Linked DNA regions of Xenopus laevis: region 2 is linked to region 1. Evidence: chromatin contacts called from public Hi-C data. All regions are on one chromosome and are shown on one strand. The core of a region is the stretch at or near the end of the contact, and the rest is flanking DNA. Distances in the headings are between cores, read along the strand shown.

Evidence for each region. Hi-C and Micro-C count contacts between places; a contact is called where the count stands out from the background.
Region 2: a Hi-C map of the XTC cell line shows a contact between it and region 1, with 4 times the contacts expected there. The contact joins the enhancer-like site here to the promoter of rai1.L in region 1. A contact is called at or near these places in 3 of 4 Hi-C or Micro-C datasets (the XL177 cell line, the XTC cell line and animal cap).

What each region holds. Positions count from the first base shown.
Region 1 is chr9_10L:122,440,691-122,445,402 of Xenopus_laevis_v10.1, reverse strand. It overlaps rai1.L (retinoic acid-induced protein 1), which reads right to left and starts at 2,847. Exons shown (of 5, transcript XM_018236626.2): 1 at 2,632-2,847.
Region 2 is chr9_10L:122,537,718-122,542,429 of Xenopus_laevis_v10.1, reverse strand. It overlaps rai1.L (retinoic acid-induced protein 1), which reads right to left. Exons shown (of 5, transcript XM_018236626.2): 2 at 1-1,219. The coding sequence starts at 1,203. Among protein-coding and RNA genes, the nearest start is that of LOC108701685, 52 kb to the left of the region's middle. Within about 2 kb of position 2,674, at least 1 of the 7 cell types and tissues checked has an H3K27ac peak or open chromatin away from gene starts, as enhancers often do.

The DNA of each region.
Region 1 (4,712 bases), core at 1,598-4,097:
TAAGAAGGGGTTGGATGGTGTTTAGTAAGTGAGGGAATACAGGGTTATGGGAGATAGCTCATAGTACAAGTTGATCCAGGGACTGGTCTGATTGCCATTTTGTAGTCAGGAAGGAATTTTTCCCCCTCTGAGGCAAATTGCAGAGGCTTCAGATGGGGTTTTTTGCCTTCCTCTGGATCACCTGGCAGGTTAGAATAGAGTTCAAATGTTGAACTTGATGGACGTGTCTTTTTTTGACCTAAATTACTATGTTATGTAACTGCCATAGATGTAGTGCTAACTTATGTTATGTTAAGACACTATTGTTGTTTATGTCTGTATTTAGCCCCAAGGAGTACATCATTCCTGTGAAAGAGAGGAAGAACTGTGGCAATGGCTTCCATTTAGAATATGAAATTGGTGCCAGATTGGATTTTCAAGCTGTTTCTCACTGTGCCAGTGACTGACACCTGGAAGCGGGCAGGCAGGGAGACAAGTCTGGTAAATACACACAAGTTTTGCCTGTGACTACCCTGCAATCAGTCGCATTGTGGCGTTGTCTTCTGCTGCTGGGCACCTCTGTAATAAGGAAATATTCTGTTCCGAAACAGCTGAAAAGCTCTCCCAGTAGCATTGCTATTCAAACACACATAAACCTTAATCCATACCACCCACAAGTACGTATGATGCTGTGACGGATAAAACCTTTAAGCTAACTTTTAGTATGTTACAGAATGACTAATTCTAGGCAACTTTTCAATTGGCTTTGCTTTTTTAATTTGTAAAGTTTTTTTAATTATTTACCTTCTTCTTCTGACACTTTCCAGCTTTCGCATTGGAGCCACTGACCCCATCTTTAAAAAAACAAATGCTCTGTAAGGCTACAAATGTATTGTTGTTGTTACTTTTTATTACTTATCTTTCTATTCAGGCCTCTCCTATTCATATTCCAGGCTCCCATGCAAATCAATGCATGGTTGCTAGGGTAATTTGGACCCTAGCAACCGGACTGCTGAAATTGCAAACTGGAGAGCTGCTGAATAAAAAGCTAAATAACTCAAAAACCACAAATAATAAAAAATGAAATCCAATTGCAAATTGTCTCAGAACATCACTGTACATCATACTAAAAGTTAATTCAAAGGTGAACAAACCCTTTAATGCCCTGTAACAAATAACATACTGTAATGGAATGTCAGTGCCGTGATCCCAAGTGGGATACTTACATTAAAGTCACCTTAGAATCATCACTCTCATTCTATATCATATTTCACTCAGCCACCAATTTGCTATTTTATATACTCCCTCCCTAATCTTGCCTTACCTTGCATAGGCATCATGGCCACTACTATATTAGCAAGCGCGCGTGTGTGTGTAAGGAGGCTCGCACTCACAGGTATTACAAAGAAATAACAATGTTTATTAGTCAAAAATAAGAACTAACGTTTTTGGCTAGTACTCTAGCCTATATATTACATACATATATATATACACATACATATACATATATATATATATATATATATATATATATACACACGTATAAATCATCTAGCTGCCCTTAATTCCTAGGGAAATCCTAAATCCTTGTGACCAACTTCTCACTACCAGCCCTGGCTCTCTAACCTACAGCTGACAAACAGGGGGGACGGTTTTGTTATAGTCACACACCGCTGCACCGTTATAACCCCCACGTGAACACAGTGGATGCCAAGGGCTGGAGCATTATGACGTCTGTTGGGTGCGATCTTTGTCTGGGGTCAAGGCGCCACAAGAAAGTGTGTGTTTGCAACGACATTGTAGTCACAAAGAAAGCACTCATTACAGATACATTTAGATAATAAAAGGAAAAAAATAAATTTTATATATATATATATATATATATATATATATATATATATATATATATATATATATATGTACATTGAAGGCCTAATAGTGCCACCTTGCACTTCCTTCAGCCTAATAGCTAAGGGGTTAAATGCCACCTTGCACACCCTCTAGTTCAGCAGCTAAGAAGCTAAGTGCCAACTTGAACTCCCTCAGGTCCAGCAGCTAAGTGGTTAAATGCCACCTCGCACCACCTCCAGTCGAACAGCTAAGGGGTTAAATGACACCTTGCACCCCCCTTTGGTCCAGCAGCAGCTAAGAAACTAAGTGCCACCCTGCACCCCCTTCAGTCCAGCAGCTAAGGGGTTAAATGCCACCTGGCACCCCCTTTGGCCCAGCAGCTAAGGGGTTAAATGCCACTTTGCATCCCATTGGTCCAGCAGCAGCTAATAAACTAAGTGCCACCTTGCAGCCAGTCCAGTAGCTAAGGGGTTAAATGCCACTTTGCCCCCCCTCCTGGCCCAGTTCAACATCAGCTAATAAACTAAGTGCCACCTTGCAGCCAGTCCAGTAGCTAAGGGGTTAAATGCCACTTTGCCCCCCCCCCTGGCCCAGTTCAACATCAGCTAAGTAGCAGCCAGTCCAGTAGCAAAGGGGTTAAACAGCCCAGTCCAGTACAGCTAGGAGGGGTGTCAGTCAGGAATAAGGGGGATCAGAAGACGAATAAGGGGGTTCTGCTTTGGGGGGGGAGGGTACAATACATGATTAGTTGGTTGAACGGACACATTCTCCCCATTAAGTGCAGCCCCTCTCGCCACTTACCTCTCTCCCCCGCCAGCTCTTCAGTGTCGGGTCCCTGTGGGCGCAGACCATGCGCGGGGGGATCTTCTCCTCTAATCCGGCAGAGCTCGGGGCAGTGGCAATCAGGCAGGTGAGTAGTGGCCGCTCCAGCGCTCAATATCGCTACAAAGAGTCGCACAGGAGGCTGCACTGAGTGTAGCAGGAGGGAGGGCAAATAGGTATGACGCCAAGGTCAGGAGCGCCCCCTAGTGGTGAATTCAAGTGGCTAGAGACACCTACAGGGATCATCTCCTCCCACAGCTGAGATTAACCCCTGCAGCAAGCACAATGTGGGACCCTCACCCAACAAGGGAGAGGAAGGAAGCCAATCACATCTGCACCTGCACCTGGTTGTAGCCCATGGGCAAAGAACAACAACACTGGGCACAATCCGCTATAAATACTGACATTTCAATTTCCCAGTAACAGTCCCCCAGCCCAATGACTATGGCCTCTTATAGCAGCCCCTATGACATTTGCCAGAACCCACCAACTGCCAGTTCAGGCCTCAGTTCAGGCCTGCACCTTTCTCACAGCTAATTGGGTCAAGCCCAGAAACTGGGTCACCAACCCCAAAACTGGACCTTAATATCGACTTTGATGGATCTTACCAGCATGTCCCTGACGTTTTTGGGCCATGCCATGCGCACTATTTGTCTCTATTTTCAGCAGGATAATAATAGCTGCTATTTTTACCCCATAGGGACACAGGCCTTTGTTTCCCCTGCTGGTGGGACGCTGGGAATTTTTGTTTTAACAGCAGCTGGTAGATATATATATATATATATATATATATATATATATATATATATATATATATATATATATATATATAGTCATATATTTTATGTGTTATACAATTACACATGTCCCTGTGGTATGGTGACTAAAGGCAAATAACTTTTCTGCCCAAGCCTAAAACCAGCAGTGATAAAGGACACTCTGTGCGACAATATAGTGTGACTTGCCTCATAGGAACCAATGGAAACTATTTTTAAGTACTCACATTGGGGGAACTGCTGGTACTTGCCCCAGCTGATGATGCCTCTTAATGTGCCCCTGGTCCCTTAGCTGTGCCCCCAGGGGAAATACCAACAGAGGAGAGATCCCATTGGAGACTAAGAAGAGCCCAATTTAGGCTTGAGAAAGGTTCTGTGTTATTTATACCTGCCCTTTGTATCCATAGGGGAACGCTGGGCCAGGTAGGGCCACTCAAGCATAGGTAAGATCTATTGCAGTGACACTGTGTATATTGGCACCATTCCCCCACCTCCCAAAATTTGAATATTAAAATATATCCTGACCATGTCCTGTTATTCTCAGGAACCCATTTAAATCCACTCTCCAATAAGTCCTCCCTGTTTAAGGGTGGTGGGAGGTACACTGCAGCTGCTACAGGAATTATTTATGCAGAGACATTTTCTGTATTAGTTGCCCTTTAAGCAACTAATGTTGTTGCCTTACAGTTCTTTTTATGTTCTCCCCATGTAAATTAACTTTTAGCATGATATAGAGGGTGATATTCTGAGACCATTTGTGACTGGTTTTCAGTTTTTATTATTTATCGGCTTTGAGTTATTTAGCTTTTAATTCAGAAGCTCTCCAGTTTACAATTGTAGCAATCTGGTTGCTAGGGTCCAAATTACCCTAGCAACCATGCACTGATTTAAATAAGAGACTGGAATATGAATAGGAGAGGCCTGAATAGAAATGTGGAATGAAAAGTAACAACAACAATACATCTGTAGCCTTGCAGAGCGTTTGCTTTTAAGATGGGATCTGTGAACCCCATTTGAAAATTGGAAAGAGTCAGAGGGAAAGGGCAAATAATTCAAAAACCACGAATAAGAAAAAAATAGAGGCCCATTGAAAAGTTGCTTAGAATTAGACATTCTATAACATACTAAAAATTGAGCCGCCCTTTTAAATGGCTCATCATTTATCTTACGATAAGGGAAATTAGATTGTAAGCTCCACTGGGGCAATACCTCTGCCCTACAGAAATAATAAGGATAATAATGTTCATTATTTAAAAGCAAGCTATTAAGCCATTTCTGCCTGAG
Region 2 (4,712 bases), core at 1,425-3,924, 97 kb before region 1:
AAGAAGCAGCTGCTGCACGGTGTTGGAGATGTTTTCCACTTGGGATGTCAGAGCCGTGAGGCTTTGCAGGCTAAGATCAGACAGCAAGGTTTCTGGTAATTTGTCATTTTGCAGACTTTTACTCTGAGACTCTGGACTGGACGTTCCTGTGGGTGATGGATTTATAAGAGGCATGTAATGACTGTGGTCGGTCATGCTTAATGGAAATGTACCAGTGTTATGCTGCTGCTGCTGTTGGTTATATTGAAAGCTATCAAGGTTTGGCATGAGAGGAGAGGGAGTAGAGCTGTAAGATGGGGACCTGCCCACTGACCGTGCTGGTGAGTGGCTGGCACTGGGACTGAACGGCTGATAATACTGTTCTGGAGTTCGACTGGGAGTCTCTGATTGGCAGTAAGTTTGATTCTGTTGACTGTAGTGTTGATATTTGGCCATATTTTGGTAGTGCAGTGTCTCCTGAGCATGGTGGAGCTGTGGCTGTTCGTAAGAAGTCATTCGAGTTGACTGGTAGCCATGCATTGCTTGAACCAGCTGACCTGCCGCAGCCATGTTGTGGTCATGCTGAGGGTTGGAGGGGGCTGTGCAGCTCTTGTAAGTGTGGGAGACTTGGCTTCCCCCTGTGACTGTGGAATAGGTTGACGTTGGGAAACTCTGGTTGAAGTGGGAGGCTTGGGAAAAGGATAGAGGAGAGGATGGAACATTGTTCTGAACTTTCTGCCTGGGAATCTTGGCATAGGGCAGGGCCTGTTGCTGTGGGTGATGCAGTGAATGTGAGCGGAACGGGTTCTGCCCAGCTGGATCCTGGTAACCCCTTCCTTCCCCGGGTGTCTTTTTTATTAGGTTTTCCTCGTATTTGGTCCCACCCAAAGTCTGAGATTGAGCCCAATTCTGTAGTCCATCTTCCCCTGTATAATGTCCGGGGTACACATTACCCTCTGAGAAACTGGCAAAAGACACTCTTCCTTGCAGCTGCTGAACAATGATGTGCTTGTCGTCCCTGGGGTACTTCTCCCCCACACTGTTTTCATAGCCTTGGTAGGATGTGTGAGCATAGTAGTTTTTGGTCACCTCCCTGTGCCGCTCACAGTTGAGTGCCGGCTGACTTTGATGTCGGTAATTCTCCAGGCGTGATGACTCTTGTGATGTTGGTTGGTAGTTCTGTTGGTTGCCATGGAAACCACACCTTTCCCGAAAAGACTGCATGACTTGGGCTAGTTATCTGGAATGAGAGGGGAAAAAAAACAAAACAGGAAAGATTTAGATATAGGGATTTTTCTGCTCTTATGATTCTATCATCTACAGCCTGGCACTCGAGACTGCTTGCAGCACTCCTTCCCAATAAGGTTGGGTGCGCAGACTCTAATAAAAAATATATAGTGGAGGACTGATCTGAACATTACATTAAATCATGCACTATGTCTTTGTTCATTTCCATCCTATAGGCAAGGGGAGGGGGGAGGCACAGACACCGGCAATGGACTCAAGGGAAGTCTGTGCTTGATTCTTGTGCCAATTATGGGCGCATGTAACCTTGGGAACGCCACTTTGTCTCTCTTTCTGCTCCAGGTACCATAAAATTAGATTGCAAGCTCTAAAGGGCAGGGACTCTCTGTGCCTGAAGGATATATTTTCCATTCTGCAATAATTCATTTTTAAAATCAGAAGCAACACCTTCAAATATTAGAACAGTAATGATCAGTTTGACACTAAGAGGGAATAAGATAATAGGCTTGCCCAACACCAATCAGCATTAATTTATTTGATGATTGGTTGCTATGGGTTACTAGACCTGGACCAAACTCCTGCTCCTATTATTACATTCCCCTACACTTGACCCAATATTGCAGAAACCAGGCGTGGAACCTCTAACAACCAATTAGTATTTGGCATTTACCAGTCTGCAGTTTGAAGGCAGATTAGGAATTTGTGGAGGGCAGGAGAAGCACATTGGGGGGGGCATTTAGGGGGGGAACAGTTGGCAGTGGAGGGAGAGAGAGAGAATGGAGACCGGCAGCAGAGGGAACATGGAGCATGGTTAGTGCTGAGTGAGTGGGAGAACAGGGGACTGGGGAAAGCGGGTTGATGGGTATTCTGCCTTGGGTGCCACTGGGCACAATGAAGTCCTTGCAAGGCCCCAGATAGTTGTAATTGCACCGTATTAAGGACAACTCTGAAGAATTCTAATCCAACTTTTTTATATTATAGCTGCTATTTCATCAGTCATACTGAGCGTTCCAAATATCTGATAGCTTCCCACAGTGGTGTAACTAGATTTTACTAGGGCCCATAGCAAATAATTTTTCAGGCCCCCAAAATGTCTAGAGGTTGACCTGTTTTACCAATATTCATTGACATTTTATATGAATTAGAGCCTCATGGGGCCCCTATACCTCCTGCCCCCCCCTGCAGCCGCAGGGTCTGCTTCCTCTGTAGTTACGCCCCTGGCTTCTCAAATGTTCTCAATCCCTGTATATGACACACACATATTTCTGCACATATTAGCCGACCAACTGCCCACCTGGCTCCCAGCATCTTCATTCCACACGAGCCTACATGGAACACACGGCCAATCAACACACAGAGTCCATTTCACTGAAGGGAGCTAGGCCCATATTGCCTATGTATGTGTGTTCAAAAGAAAAAGCCAGGAGGTACCTCCCGGCTAAAAACTCGTCCTTCCCTGCGCGCGTTTCCCACAGGACACATTCACTCCACATCACACACGGTGTTTACAGGGCGCAGATTATTGGCGTGTAGAGACGGCCTGGGTGGCTGATACTGGCAGATCACCTCGTTCCAGTTTCACCACACGCGACAACCCAGGGGCTGAGAATATGCGCTCGCCAGATAGGGACGTGTCTCCAATCATTAGGCTGTTTTTTAATAATAAAAAAAGGAGCTTTGAACTGATTTCAGCAACACATTGCTCACCCACGTGCCACGTTCATCAGCATTCTAAAGGGAACGTTACAAGCGGAAAAGATGAAAAAGTGCCCTGATTTTTTCTTTGCAGCTCTCTTAGATCTCCCTCTACTACTTTCCATTGTAAGGTTTAACCCCTGCTATATATCTCTATGTGTTTATTCAAGGAATTAAATACCCGCAGTTGTGAAATACATGGAAATTTGAGCCCCATGCAGTGCTACATGCGACTCTCGATCTTTCTTAGCTGGGCCCAAAATAGTGGAGCTAACAGGTCTCCAAGATCAACTATAACTCTTATTTTCAGAAGAAATCTTGTGTGCCAGTGGCTCTGTAAGAAGAAACCTAGGCATAGAAGGAAGATCACTTAGCACACTGGATAGTTACAATATACATTGAAACCTCAGTTTTGCATACCCTGATTTTAAGTTTTCCTTCATTTTACACCATTTTTTTTTTGCAGTCCCCTTAAAAAACGTAAAATGGGGTTTCTGCTGTCTCTCACACAGATTTCATTCACTGTTATCAAATAAGCAGTGGCAGCGTCCTACTGCCCCCCCCAGCATCAACCCCCTGGCCCTCCAGCAGTAAAATCCTTCCCCCAGTGATGTGCGGGTCCCAACCCTCACCTGTCCTCCCTCAGCCCACACACGCCCGCATCCGACTTCCGGGGTCCTTTTATAGACCAACGCCGCCCCCGCCATTGACCTCACAAAAGCGGTGGGGCCATAAAGCCGGCATTTGAAGGTGGCGGGCGGGGAGAGCAGGAAAAGAGCTCAACCCGCCCCCCGCGAAGAGGAGTGTGAGGTTGGCCCGAACATCACTACCCCTCCCATGTGCTCACGTACTTTTTACAGTGTGTCAGCGTGACCAGGGTCATGGAGGGAGGTAAGGAGAGGGAGTGCAGGGATCGGGTCTGGGCCGGCGGGGCCCAAAAGAGCCAGGGTCCACCGGGTCTGACTTATGCCAGTGGCTCTATATTATTTCACGGATAATTCTACAAATGATATAAAACAAACTCATTCTGTCCCTTCTTAGAACTGCTTATTTGAACTGACATCTAGAGACAAGCTAAACTTACTAACTACAAGCCCTATTTCACTGGGTCCCTTTTCCAGACTCCCACTACGATGTCCCTGCCTTTTTTTTTTACGGAGGCCTCTTGTCTAACACAGTCCTTTTCTGGAAAAAAATACCGGCCTTCCTATATATTTATCTTTTTTTCCCTATTAATAACATTGGGATCAACCATCACTTTTACCGGCCAGGCCGGTAAAATACCAGCCAGGTGGCAACCCTAGTCTGGGCTGAGACCAGGGTCGGACAGCGCTGGCGAGACACTGGGAAAAAAACAGGTTGGCCTCATCAACCCAGACCTGCTCAGTGCTGGTAACCCTGGGCAATGCACCTTTACATGCCCCCCTGGCCCGATTGTGGCCGCAACAAGTTAAAAATAAGGTACACGGGGGGCAGGGCCGGAGGGGGGTGGTTTGCAGATTCAATGGGGGCCAAAGGGTGGTGTTTGGGCCCCTGAAGCTCCACTGACAGTGGGCCCAGGACCCCCAATCCGATGCTGACTGAAATTCAAAATAGGCCCTGCCATTTCAGGTACACATAGGGTTGCCACCTCTTCTGGAAAAAAATACTGGCAATGGCATTCCTATATTTTTTTTTCTTTTTCCCTATTAATAGCATTGACATCAAACATCATTTTTTACCAGCCATGCCGGTAAAATACCGGGTGGGTAGCAACCCTAGGTACACAGAGGCTCTAGCAGCTCACCAAATAG